2 separate regions of the Ovis aries genome follow, and region 2 is linked to region 1. The links are chromatin contacts, called in public Hi-C maps. All regions are on one chromosome and are shown on one strand. Each heading gives the region's core, a stretch centred on a gene start, on an enhancer-like site or on the middle of the called end of the contact. The rest is flanking DNA. Distances are from core to core; before and after follow the strand shown.

Region 1 (6,616 bases), core at 1,425-3,924:
CATTGCCTTCTCCAATGCATGAAAGTGAAGTCGCTCAGTCCTGTCTGACTCTTCGCGACCCCATGGACTGCAGCCCACCAGGCTTCTCTGTCCATGGGATTTTCCAGGCAAGAGTACTGGAGTGGGGTGCCATCGCCTTCTCCGAATGGAAGCTTGCTGCTGCTGCTAAGTCGCTTCAGTTGTGTCCGATTCTATGCGACTCCATAGACGGCAGCCCACCAGGCTCCCCCGTCCCTGAGATTCTCCAGGCAAGAACACTAGAGTGGGTTGCCATTTCCTTTTCCAATGCGTGAAAGTGAAGTCGCTCAGTCGTGTCCGACTCTTAGCGACCCCATGGACTGCAGCCCACCAGGCTCCTCCATCCATGGGATTTTCTAGGCAAGAGTACTGGAGTGGGGTGCCATTGCCTTCTCCACGAATGGAAGCTTATCTGCCTCTAAAAAAAAAAAAAACCCTTGGCATATGGGGCATTGTAGTTCTTCAGCTACGTGGGGGCCCCTGAGGCATTGTGGGAAATGTAGTTCTAAGAAAGGGGAGCCTGAGCGCACCTGGTCTTTTGAGAAATTTTTTCGCGCTTAAAAGACACAAAGGGGAAACGGTGTTAGAAGAGCAGTTAAGAGGCGCTCAACCGGGAAAATGCATCCTTTCCCTCTGAGATCATTTCCACTCCTGAACTCTGCAGATGGTTCCTAAATGTTCTCTCAGTTTTAGAGAGGGCTTGGCACTACCAGACCCATTTCAATCAAAAAGGCAGCATTGTGAGGGAGAACGCCGCGGGATTTGGAATGAAGAGGTCTTTTGCCTGCTTTGTTATTCTGCCAGGTCACTTCATCTCTCTGGATGTCCTTATTTCAACTTTATTATTGTTTGAAAGAAAACTATAGGCTTGAAATGGAGTCACTTGTTAGGACAAGTCCCTAATCCGGGAGTTAATACCTGTCGTAGCTTAAATTTCAACGTCACCCAGAAATGTAGTCTTAACGAGTTAGTCAGGAATTTTTTGGTCAGCACCAACGGGCTCTCAACTGCCCCCAAAGGAAACTGAAATAATCTGCCATATAGATCCCTTCAGTTCCCCATAAAATATGTTACCTATGCCTGCAGTGCCGGAGAACTGGGTTCTATCCCTGGGTTGGGAAGATATCCTGGAGAACAGAAAGGCTACCCACTGTAGTATTCTGGCCTGGAAAATTCCATGGACTGTATAGTCCATGGGGGTCGAAAAGAGTTGGACAGGACTACGCAACTCTTCACTTTCACGCCTAAAGTAATCTTTTTTTCTGTTTATGGATTCTATGTCCTACGTTTGAAAACCTTTTCTTTACTATAGCTCTTTGGAGATATGGGATGCTGCCTAATTTATGAATCTCCCATAACTAATTAGATATTTGAAATGTATTTGGCTGAATTTTGTTTTTTAATTCTATAAAGTACTAAAAGTGTTCCAGTGAGAAAAAGGAAAAAGTTTTCTGTTAGGTTTTGCAAGAAGTCTCATGACAGAGATGGGATTAAGAACGGCATTTCTGGCAGTTCTGAGGGTGATGGGCAGAGAGGGAAGGGTCCTGTAGAAGGGGGCTCATAGGGGAAGCTGTTTTTGGTGTCTGGGATTGGAGGTGGTCAAGCTGGATATTGAGGTGGAGCCAAGGGAGTGAGTGGCAAGAGGCGTAGTCACCAGAGGGCTGGGCTGTGAGGATGGTGGGAGAGGGGAAGACATGGGAGAAGTTGGCAAGGGCAATAGAGGGGGGGGTTGGTGTGGGGGAGGTCGGTGAAGCTGGGCATGAAGGGAGGGGTGGATATAGAGGCGGCTTTGTCACAGGAGGGCTGGGTAGTGAGGGCAGTGGAGGAGGGGAAGACATGGGAGAAGTTGGCAAGGGCGATAGAAGAATTTCAGAAGGGGAACAGTGGGTTTATAGGGTGGGACGGGAGAGCAGCAGCCAGAAAGCCTGTATGCAGGGTACCTCAGACCATTTTCCCGACTTCTGTCAGTAATTATCTAAGTCACGGAGGATGTTAAAATAGAAAGTTCTGATTGGTGGCCATTGTGAGCTGTTATCTAAAGAATATTGGGGCCATGCCTCAGAACAAAGGAAGGTTAAGCGTTTGGAATGAATTTCTCCGGAGATATGTAGAGTTCTGAGGTTGGTGAGTAGACATTCTAGCGGTGTAGACCAGGGCTGGTCAGCCTTGGAGGCAGCCGCCCCCATGGCGACTATGAAACGAAGGTCCTGGACCAGTCATTAACGGGGCTGGGAGTGGTCCGGTCAGGCGTCCCCGAACGGGCTATCAACCCAGCGAGGAGGTCACTCAGCCAAGATGAACGTCTCCAAATTGACAGGCGGCGAGGAAGCAAGCCTGGCTTGCAGAGGAGGGGTCCAAAAGCAGCCGCGATTTACAGGAACCAGGACACCCTAGGCATAATCGCAACGGGAGCAACAACCCCCAGAGCCCAACTGATGGAACTTACCCCGTATCCTGCCAGATGGTTGAATGGTCCCGGAGGGGTGACAGGGTGACCTGGTCCGGTGCGGGCCAGACCCGAGGGGACCGCAAATCCCACTCGTCGCGGGATGGGCCCTCACCTTGGGCCCCACGTTGGGCGCCAAATGTTAGGTAAAAGATCAAGACACCAAAAGAGTGTCTAACAGGGTTTTAATGGCGAAGCACTCCTGGGCGGGGTTCCCTGACCCGAACGAGGCAGGTCGAGGTAGTCCGTGCCCGGACTGTGTTGGGGGTGGTTTTTATACGTTTGTTGCGAGGGATGGTCAGGCTAGATGGACGGGAGTTCGGATAGGTCGCCAGGCCGAGGCGTCACGGGCTGACAGGTCCTTCTACGTGGCTGGGGTGGGGCAGCTTTAGCTGGCGAAGTGTGCTGTTATTGGTCCCCAGGATCTGGGAGGCTCCTTCTGTTAAAGACCTCTCCTGCTGGCGGGGGAGAGAAAGGGGCAGCCCATCATGGCCCCTGGGGTCCGACCTTACATTTTCTTTTTTTCTCTTGCCCTTTTCTGAAGCACTTTTTGTACTTTGAATGTTCCTATCTGTAGTCAGTGCGTGCCTGCATGCAAAATTCGTTCAGTCCTGTCGGTTGGAACTCTGTGACCCTGTGGGTTATAGCCCTATGGGCTCCTCTGTCCATGGGATTTTCCATACAAGAATCCCAGTGGATTGCAATTTTCTCATCCAGGGGAACTTCCTGACCCAGGGATCAAACCTGGGTCTCCAGCATTGCAGCCAGATTCTTTACCAACTGAGTCACCAGGGGAAGGCTCCAGTACAATTCAGGAAAGACAATGGACCCAATTAACAGGCTGCTTGACTCCAGTCTATAACTGTTTTTGAAACAGTGCAAGAGGAAGAAGAATATAAGATTCTTACACCTTTGTTCTTTGTCACTGACCGTAGACTGTGTGCCCTCACCTATATAATCCCTTGATTTCTCGAGGAAGGGAGGCCCAGTGCCTGAGGATTGGAGCCACCATTCTATTTCCTCCAAACCTTGTCTCCATATTTTATTTGGCTTCAGTGGGCAGAGAAAGCCAAGATTTTTGGACAACATGAGAAGATCCTAACATACATCTTCACTTAGCAGGTATGGAGATTCAAGGAAATAAGTGGAGTGAACTTTTTCTGATGAAGTAAGTGGAGTTTTTTGTTTTTTAAATTTAAGTTGCTGTCTAAATGCTTTTATGTAGGTAAGTTCCCCTTTGATGTTCCTGAAACAGTTCTGAAACTCAACACTCTAAAACAGAAATCTATTTTTTCCCTCTCCCTCCCTGAATCAGCTTTTTGATTCTGCCTTCCATAGCTCTGAGGAACTACTCCCAAGAGGTAGAGGAGAGGCCAGTATATCTGTAACTTTGGTAAGCGGTGTGTGCAATCCAGCTTACATCTTAGTAGAAGGTTACTGCTGGTCAAGAGGAACAGGTATCTCAGTTCATGATTTTAATGCTTTTCTAAGTATGGAAAAATGCAAGAATTGGGGTTCACAAAAAATGTTCCTATCGTATCTAGCTATCTAAGGGTCTGTTTTGCCTGTTTTCTCAAAGCATAGTGGCTCAACCTGTTCATGCTGAATTTCTTTCAGGGTGTATTGTAGGTCAGTGCTGAGGACTTAATCTAGGTGAAACTGGATGGTGAGTGACATTCCTTGTTTTACAGTGCCACCTTGTGGTACTAAATTTAACCAAGGTTTGGGAGTCGTTTCATAACCAAATTGTCCCATGGTGCCAGGAAGGCTTATTCCTAGGTCAAGTGAGGATTCCCTTGATATGCCACTCAGTGCATTATTAATGTCCCTGTTAATAGTAGCATGAAAGTATCTGAACCACTTGTCTCACTGGTCTGCTGTGTTTCAGGAAATGATTCCCTTTTGTTGCCTCTTCTGTGGCTCAGTGGGTAAAGGGTCTGCCTACAATGCAGGAGATCCGGGTTCCATCCCTGGGTTGGGAAGATCCTCTGGAGAAGGAAATGGCAACCCACTCCAGTACTCTTGCCTGGAAAATCCCATGGACTGAGAAGCCTGGTAGGCTACAATCCATGGGGTTGCAAAGAGTTGGACACAACTGAGCGACTTTCCCTCCCATATCTAGATTTACACTATTGTTCAGTTGTTAAGTGGTGTCTGACTCTTTGTGACCCCATGGACTGCAGCATGCCAGGCTTCTCTGTCCAGAGTTACATTATTACAATTATTTTAATTTTATATAGAACTATATGTTTGGCCAGGGCTTCCCTGGTGGTTCAGTGGGAAAGAATCTGCTTGCCAATGCAAGTGACTCAGGAGAGCCAGGTTCAATTCCTGGGTTGGGAAGATCTCCTGGAGTAGGAAATGGCGACCCACTCGAGTATTCTTGCCTAGAGAATTCCATGGACAGAGGAGCCTGGTGCACTGAGTCTATGGAGTCGCAAGGAGTCGAACACAACTTAGGGACTAAACAGCTGTATATTTGGTCGACTGTCTCAAGCTGCTTAGTCATCAAAATATTTGTCAGAATCTCAGTTGCACTTTGGGTAATATGAAAAACAACAATCTTGTAGAGTAAGCAGAATACAGGGAGTACAGTTAGTAGCATTTTTTAAAATCTTAAGTAAGGATTTTTAAAATTTATTTATTTGCCCGCACCAAGTCCTAGTTGTGGAGTGAGGGATGTTTAGTTTCGGCATACAAATTCTTAGTTGCAGCATGTGGGGTCTTGGTCCCTGACCAGAAACAGAACCCTGGCCCCCTGCATTGAAAGTGTGGAGTCTTAGCTGCTGGGCCACCAGGGAAGTCCCTTAAGTTAGCATTTAAACCAAGAACCTCCACTGGATGTGAGCCCTGGTCACCTGACCCATCTGTTCCATACCAATCACTATCTTTAAGGGTAATGATAAGTTGACGTTGTTCATAAGGCACTCAGCCCAATTTCCTAATGTTATTAAGCTCATTATCCCTAGTATAATTTAATTGTTCCCACCATAAGGAAGCCTTTAAATTTAAATGACTATAGCCTGGTATTAACAATATAAATCCATCCCATAATTGAGGGACGGTCTCTCCCAATAAGCAGGAGGTTATGATTTTTGACTGACATTTAGCTCATTGTTCTGATTGAGCTTGAGTGATTAACCTTCAAAGAAAAATTGTATTTATGGCCAGGGTCAGAGCAGATATGATTGATTAGCCAAGTGAGGGAGTCCCATCTAGTAATATCAATAAGGGCTTGAACAGAACTATATAACTTTTTTCTTCTAGAATAAATTTCCTAAGGGCTATCCAAGCAAGCCTTGGAGTGGAAAAATCCACCAAGGTAAACCAAAAGTACTGAACATGGATAATTGACCATAAATACAACAATTGGATTGATTTTTAAACTCTGCATAGGATTTATGTATCCATGATAGAAACCAAGAAAACGCTATAAATGATCACACAGTTCAGGCCCAGCATCTTGGAATAGCTGTTCACTTCTCATGTCATCTTCTCATCCTGGTATGGGTATTCTTTTAAGGTGATATTGAGGTCAGCAGTCCTGTCTTTAGACCAGTCTGGTACAGGGGCCCTTTTTAAAGTGGGAGGAATAAATGCAGGAGTTAATTCTCTTTGGTTTCACTGTACATGAGCTAGTTAAGAATATGATAAAAATCCTTTCATCTAGGTTTGGAGACAGTTCTTTAAATGATGTCTTTTCCAGTTTGAAGTCTCCTTGTTTCAGGTCATGACACATCTGGTCTTCATCCAAAGATAGATTACTAGGGTAAACATCAGAAACAATTTTAGATTGTCCTTTTAATAGTTCATTAAACCTTACAATAATGCAAATTGGTAAAAAGGAGTCATCTGGGAAGTGAGTCTTAGGCAGTAAGTATCAAAACTCAAAGACAACTATAGAACTTAATATCAAAAAAGTTATATTACTGAAACATAATTTTTCTTTTGAAAACTATCCTTGTCTGTACAAAATATAGCCAGATTAAGACTAATTTGCTTGCAAAATGAGTCCAGTTTCAATAAACTTAACCTGATTATATATATAAGTATAATTGACCATATATGGTTAAAACTCAAAATTTTGGGGTCCCATCAAGATCATGGCAAATAGAAAGGGAAAAGTGGAAACAGTGACAGGTTTTATTTGGG
Region 2 (7,093 bases), core at 3,610-6,109, 200 kb before region 1:
CGCCCTGGCCCGCAGGCGACGCCCCCGCCAGCCGAAGACACTCAGCCACAGCCGCCGCCGCAGCCCTCAGTGGTCCCTCCTTACCCTTTGCCCTACAGCCCCTCTCCAGGCATGTCCGTGGGCCCCACCGCCCATGGAGCGCTCCCGCCGGCCCCTTTCCCCGTGGTGCCCCAGCCCTCCTTTTCCTACAGTGGGCCTTTGGGGCCCCCATACCCCGCAGCCCAGCCGGGAGCCAGGGCCCCTTCGGGCTACTCCTGGTCCCCGCAGAGGAGCACACCGCCCCGGCTGGGCTATCCCATGGCCCCCACTGGTGCCTCTGGACCCGGGTACCCCATGGTGGGGAGCCGGGCCCCCAGTCCTGGTTATCCTCAGCAGCCCCCCTACCTCTCAACAGGAGGAAAACCTCCGTACCCCACACAGCCCCAGCCCTCAGGCCCCCTCCAGCCCCCCTACCCCCCCGGGCCCGCTCCTCCCTATGGGTTCCCCCCACCTCAGGGTCCCACCTGGCCTGGCTATTAGGCACAGTCCTGGCCCTCGGCCCTTCCCTACTCCCACCTGTACCACAGCCTTCAGCCCACCCCTTGCTGAGATTCGAGGCTAAATTAAGTGGAGTTGGCTCCACGTGGACTTGGGTCACCCAGGAGCCTGAGGGGACCCAGCTGGGAGTGCACAGGTCTGGAAAGGCTGACCAGGCACTGTGACTGGCTTGGCCACACCAGGCGGTTCCAGGGCCTGTGGGCCTCCCAGGGGAAGGGAGCACCTGGCTTCCGTGGCAGGCGATAGCTTTCCTGGTGCTCACCAGGCAGGGAGTTCAGTCCTCCCCATGGGTGCCCGCGCCTGTGGACATCTCCTTGTGACTGCACGGACTCACGGATGCCTGAACCCAGTGCGGAGTTATCTCAGCGAGGGTCTGGCTGGCCCCTGCTCACTCCCTCCCTCTTCTCTGGGATTTAGCAAGTGCAACCACGGTGCCCACTCCAAGAGAGGCAGCTCTCTGTGTCTCTTGGTGCGTTCAAGGATGGCCCATCACACGCTCCATGGCAGAGTTGAATCAGGGGGAGAGAACAGAGGTAGGCAAAACAATGAGTGATTTTCACGTCGATGTCAGGTCAGCTTGTCCTGTGTGCTGCCGTTTGAACAACAGCAGCAGTGCCCGTGCAGGGAGCAGGCCGAGGACCGTAGAGGCGGATCCTAGACCTTGCTGGCTCTGGTTGGAGAATCCAGGGACTGCCTTGGACCCTCTGGCTGCAGGAGAGCTGGCAGTTCTTGTCCAGGAGACCATGGTCATATCAGGGGCTCATTTAGGAGAAGGCTGGGTTGCCTCCCCAGCCACCTCCCTGTCTGGATCTCCCTGCTTCTGGTTGACTTCTGTGGCTCAGCCCCATCCTGTCCACTCCTTTAGTGCCTTGAATCTCATCCACGGCAGCCCCCTCCCTTCCTTTGACTCTCTCCTGTAACTCTTCATGACCCCCTAAAGCCCTCCTAAGACAGACATCAAAAGATGCCCTAACAGTTACTTCTCCTGTGGTGCTTTGTAAAACACCATCCCTATGTCGGAGTCATTTCTTTGCATCTCTCTTATCTTCAGAATGTAAAGGGCAGGGACAATGACTCTGAGCCACACACAGGCCCCACCACGCTGGGGGCTTTCAGCACGCAGTTCAGTAATAAAAATGACAATAGACCAAAGGGGGTTGTGATGAATGAAGCATTACCTTGGTGGTTACCAGATGTGAACCAGGTCTCAAGGGCAGACTCTGGAGCTGCTATCTGTTAGGAAGTCATATGTGCCTTGAATTGTCCATTACCCTAGTACCCAGCACCTGGTGGGCCTGGGGTGCTGGGGGCCAAAGAGGAAACTCAACTTTCTGGTGCCTGCCCCTCCCGCCCCGCCCTGCCCGGCCTGCGTGCCATCAGTGGGTGCGTGCGATGAGATGCTCAGTCAGCCCTGTCGGTCCCTGACCAGTCGTGCTTGCTTCTCATAAGTTATTTATACAGAGAAATCACTAATGGACTCTACTGGTTCGAGTACTTCTGTACTGGATGAGCGATTGCTGGTATGTTTGTATAATTAATTGCCATAATAAACTTTGATGAGTTACGGCTCTTCTGTCCATGAAGCTGCAGTGAATTTGAGAAGTGGCTGCCTGTGTGGGACATGGATTTTGTCAACTGAAAGGAAAACGTAAGACTTGTGGATTTCAGTTTTACTTGGAGATCTTACGGCAGGTTATAGCCTGAGGAGCAAACCCTCAGTACCTCTGAAAAGATGCTCCAGAGAGGTAGGGGGAGAAGCCAGTGTATATATTTTGACTAGGGAATAGGTGCTAGCAAGCACCTCTAGGTGTCACCCTACGGTTGTTCTCCGCTGTGCTCTTTCATGCGTCTCCGTTTCTCCCTTTAGCAGTCTAAAACCACTGTGGGCATGCAGGTCCCTGGATGGCCAGTCTTCATGTGAGGGTCCCTGGACTAGGTAGTTTTTAAAAGTAACAAGTGGATTTCCCTGCAGGGCTGCTGGATATCGTGAGGATTCACCTTTCACCAGTTCTTTTCATTTCTCAGTTGCCTGAGAAAATCATGAATAGCTGGTGAGAGCTGTGTCCCTTATCTTTGGAGCTTAAAGGCCTTGTATGGTATCTTCACTTTTGTCCTGACAAACCCCACTAAACTGCCAATTTTGTGAAAGATGTCAGGCCAACTGCCTACCTAATGACCCTGTCCAAACCTCAGTGTCTCTCAACTGGACAATTTTCTCAGTATCTTTCAGCTGAGCCCTTTCTTTGTATCTTTCAACTGAGAAATCAGGTACCTTTTTATCTGCTACCAAATTGAACTCAGGATTGTCAGACAAGATGAGAGCTCTGAGGCTCAGGAGAGAGTCACCCAGTATTCTGGACTAGTGAGAAGGCAGACAGGCTCAAGGGGCCCTTGTTGGTACCAGGGCTCCAGATCCTTGGAGAATATCAGGTGAAGGAGACAAGTCTGCTGTGGGTCTCTTTGTGGTCACCCAAACTGTCAACTGAAAGAAAAATGCACAGTGTAAGAGCTGTGGGTTTGTTTTATTGAGGGACCCTACTGTAGGACTGTTACTCAGGAAACAGCTTCTCAGTAGCTCAGAGAAGCCAGTATAGAAACTGTTTTGGCAGTCAGGCACATATCTTGGTTAAAAAGAAAAAATGTGACTGTTAGTTGTGATGATCAGATAGGTCAGTTAATGATTTTAGTGTTTTCTACGCACAAAAACTGAAAGTGAAAGTCGCTCAGTCGTGTCCGACTTTTTGCAACCTCATGGACTGTACCGTCCATGGAATTCTCCAGGCCAGAATACTGAGGTGGGTGTAGTCTTTCCCTTCTCCAGGAGATCTTGCCAACTCAGGGATCAAACCCAGGTCTCCTGCATTGCAGGGGGATTCTTTTTTAATTTATTTATTTTAATTGGAGGCTAGTTACTTTATAATATTATAGTGGTTTTGTCATACATTGACATGAATCAGCCATGGGTGTACATGTTCCCCATCCTGAACCCCCTCCCACCTCCCTCCCCATCCCATCCCTCTGGGTCATCCCAGTGCACCAGCCCTGAGCACCCTGTCTCATGCATCAAACCCGGACTGGCTATCTGTTTCACATATGATAATATACATGTTTCAATGCTATTCTCTCAAATCATCCCACCCTCGCCTTCTCCCACAGAGTCCAAAAGACTGTTGTATACATCTGTGTCTCTTTTGCTGTCTCACATGTAGGGTTATCATTACCATCTTTCTAAATTCCATATATATGTGTTAGTATACTGTATTGGTGTTTTTCTTTCTGGCTTACTTCACTCTGTATAATAGGCTTCAGTTTCATCCACCTCATTAGAACTGATTCAAATGTATTCTTTTTAATGGCTGAGTAATATTCCATTGTGTATATGTACCACAGCTTTCTTATCCATTCGTCTGCTGATGGACATCTTGCAGGGGGATTCTTTACCAGCTGAGCCACCAGGGAAGCCCAAGAATACTGGAGTGGGTAGCCTTTCCCTTCTCCAGCAGAATCTTCCTGACCCAGGAATCACACTGGGGTCTTCTGCATTGTAGGCAGATTCTTTACCAACTGAGCTAAGGTGCAAGATGGGTTCATTAAAAATTTTTCTGGGACTTCCCTGGTGGCCCAGTGGTTAACAGTCTGCCTGCCAATGCTGGGGACACAGGTTAGATCCCCGGTCCAGGAATTAAGATCCCACATGCCTCAGGGCAACTAAGCCCACTTACCGCAACTACCGAGCCCTCACACGCTGGAGTCGGAGCTGCACAAGAGAGGCCACTGCAGTGAAAAGCATGGATACTGCAACCAAAGAGGAGCCCCCACTCGCCAGAAACAGAGAAAGCCTGCACCAGCGATGAAGAGCCCGTGTGCCACAACGAAGACCCAGTGCGGCCAAAAATGAAAGGACAAACAAAGCTATGATTTGAAAAGAAAAGATCCTCAGCCTGTTTTTCCAAAGTATGGAGTACCGTATCCTCTTTTTCATCCTAAATGCCTTCCAGGGCGCACTGGCTAATGACTTAATCCGCGTAGAACTGGGCAGTGTTCTTTGTTTTGCTATTTCTTCCACAGCCTTCAGGGTCATGCTCTGCTGAAAGGCCTGTTTGATTCACGTTCACAGAGCCCCATCTTTCTGCATATTGTCGCCTCTATTCCTTCACCCCCGGGGGGCTTGGCTTTTACAGTATTTCCCTTTCCAGCTTTTGCTCTCTGGCTTTCTTTCCATCTGAAACATTTTCAGATGGAACCGGCTCGCTTGCGGTGTTCTGGGTGCAGAGCTTGGGCGGTGCAAGGCCACAGATGCCCACTAGGTGGCGCGCGAGTCTCATCGGCGCCCAGGAGGGGCCCCATTACTGCCACCTGCTGGGCTGACCGGGACAGTCAGCCTGTCCGCCTGTCCAGGATCTCCAGAGGGGTCCGAGTCTTCGCATTCCATTTCTAAACGGAGACCGAGGGGCAGCAGGCTGCTAAACTGGCTGTGGAGCCAAGCTGTCTTCTGCCACCACCCAGCCTGCCTCCCTCTCCAGCTCCCCCTGAACTCAGCCTGGTCATCGTGAGCCCTGGAAAGGCATCTTCTGCCTTTCAGCCGAAGAGCAGCTTTGGTGGAGTCAGGAGACCAGGCTTCTGAGGGACCCTTGAATCGTCCCTTCTGCTTTTCCTTCCTTGCAAGGTGTCCTCATCAGGACAGGCTGCCTGTGAGTGATGCCCAGAGATGCTGAGAATCACCAGTCTTGAGTACTCAATAGGGCCTCACCTTGTATTAACCTTGGCTGTGCATTATCTCATGGGCACCTCTCAGCAGCCCTTTGGCCCCCAAGTTTAAACAGAGGGAGGAGAATGCAGGGTGGGTGGTTCAGTGACCAAGTCACTCACCTGGGGGCGTCAGGATGAGACTTGCACCCAGCTCTGATCTGGCTGCTGAGATACCTTTGTGATTCCAGAAGTCATCAGGCCTCCTCGAGACACCACAGTCCTGAGAAAAGCTTGGGGAACCTAAGCTGCAAATCCACATACGCTCCGGTCAGAGCGTTACGGTCCCTTCGCCCCTCCCGAACTCTGACCTTGCCTTGCAAGTGTGTTGGGGGCTGGGGATGTCAGAGCACCAGGGAGAGCTAGGAGACCCCTGAGCTGTGTAGGAAGCTGAGCATCTCACAGGGTGGTGGGAGGCACAATCAAGTCAGAGCTTTGGGTTGCTCCCAAAGTGGTAGCCAGGGGCACCCAGGGACTAGAGAGAGCAAGCACCACTTTCTAAGTGGCTTGATGGAGACTGAGGCTGGTCACTTGGGGCTGGCTGCCCCCGCTGCTCTTCACTCTGGCTCTCAGGCCCTCCCCCCGCGTCCACCCCCGCCCTGCATCCGCCACATGAAATCACTGGGTGTCCTCTGCCAGACCGCAGTGGGCCTCTCACTGTGTGTGGGCTGCTTGGGGCCAGAACCTAAGTGTCAAGTTCAGAGCCTCACAGATTTCTCGCTCGGTGAGAAGAAGGCTTAGCTCTGTTAGCTGCCATGAGGCCATCTGAAATGTCCTTTTAGGGTAGTCCCATTCAGCACTCCCAGACCCTAGAGGCATGACAGGTTTGGAGCTAGGCTTGGTTCTTGGTTATCAGAGTGAGCTTTTTTATAGGGTCCCCAGCGTCATGGCAGCCCACTCCAGTACTCTTGCCTGGAAATTCCCATGGACGGAGGAGCCTGGTAGGCTGCAGTCTATGGGGTCGCGAAGAGTCGGACACGACTGAGCAACTTCCTTTTCACTTTTCACTTTCATGCATTGGAGGAAATGGCAACCCACTCCAGTGTTCTTGCCTGGAGCATCCCAGGGACGGGGGAGCCTAGTGGGCTGCCATCTATGGGGTCACACAGAGTCGGACACGACTGAAGTGACTTAGCAGTAGCAGTAGCAGTGTCCTAGACATAACATGAGGAGAATGTGCTAGGAGAATGAGGAGAATCTGGTTGCCCATGAGAGTCAGGTGGATGACATGCTTCAGGGGAGTGGGCCGGGTAGGGGGGTTACACAGGGGGATGCCACCCTCTGGCTTACGTAGAGGGCTGAAGGATAGGGAGTGGGGCTGCAGTGTGGACCCAGGGTGGGCCCAGGTCGCAGCGGAGCATCCTCCAAGTCTGAGGGAGATCCCATGAGCTTCTCATCACAGGAGCAGCACTGACCAGCAGCCTGTGGGCTGTGTCTGCCCACCACGGCTGGGAGCGGACAGAGGCACCTCCGAGGTTCGGGTAGCTCCCACTCTGTTGCTTAACCAAATGTTCCTCCTGGAGATGTATCACCCGACCCCCTTTCTGGTCAAAGGCAGTTTTTTGGGGGGGAAGTGTGTTTTTAAAGTAGGCCGAGATAGCTATGAGGCCACTGAATGGTGGCCAAGCTATAGATGTAAGAGCTTTTGCTCAGAAAAGGGGCTGATAAGAGACATTTGGTGCCCCAGGCCCTTTGCACCCCAGTTCCCTTTGGAGGATCCTCCCTCTGAGGAGGGTCCCCAGGACAGGAGTCTGCCGGGTGACTCCTAGCCCCCAGGTGACTGGGTGTCCCTGTTTCTGGATTCCTGGCA

What was found. A called contact is a pair of places that touch in the nucleus more often than the background predicts.
Region 2: a contact with region 1 is called in a Hi-C map of hypothalamus, with 5 times the contacts expected there. The contact joins the enhancer-like site here to the promoter of TMEM109 in region 1. A contact is called at or near these places in 9 of 16 Hi-C or Micro-C datasets (blood, hypothalamus, liver and 3 more).

What each region holds. Positions count from the first base shown.
Region 1 is chr21:34,619,519-34,626,134 of ARS-UI_Ramb_v3.0, reverse strand. It overlaps TMEM109 (transmembrane protein 109), which reads right to left and starts at 2,674. Exons shown (of 4, transcript XM_042237980.2): 1 at 2,465-2,674. LOC106990353 (a long non-coding RNA gene) reads left to right here. Exons shown (of 3, transcript XR_009597936.1): 2 at 3,587-3,632.
Region 2 is chr21:34,818,142-34,825,234 of ARS-UI_Ramb_v3.0, reverse strand. It overlaps VPS37C (VPS37C subunit of ESCRT-I), which reads left to right. Exons shown (of 6, transcript XM_060404285.1): 6 at 1-2,120. The coding sequence ends at 519. Among named protein-coding and RNA genes, the nearest start is that of CD5, 27 kb to the right of the region's middle. Within about 2 kb of position 4,859, at least 7 of the 54 cell types and tissues checked have an H3K27ac peak or open chromatin away from gene starts, as enhancers often do. A contact at or near this core is called in hypothalamus, where this site is marked.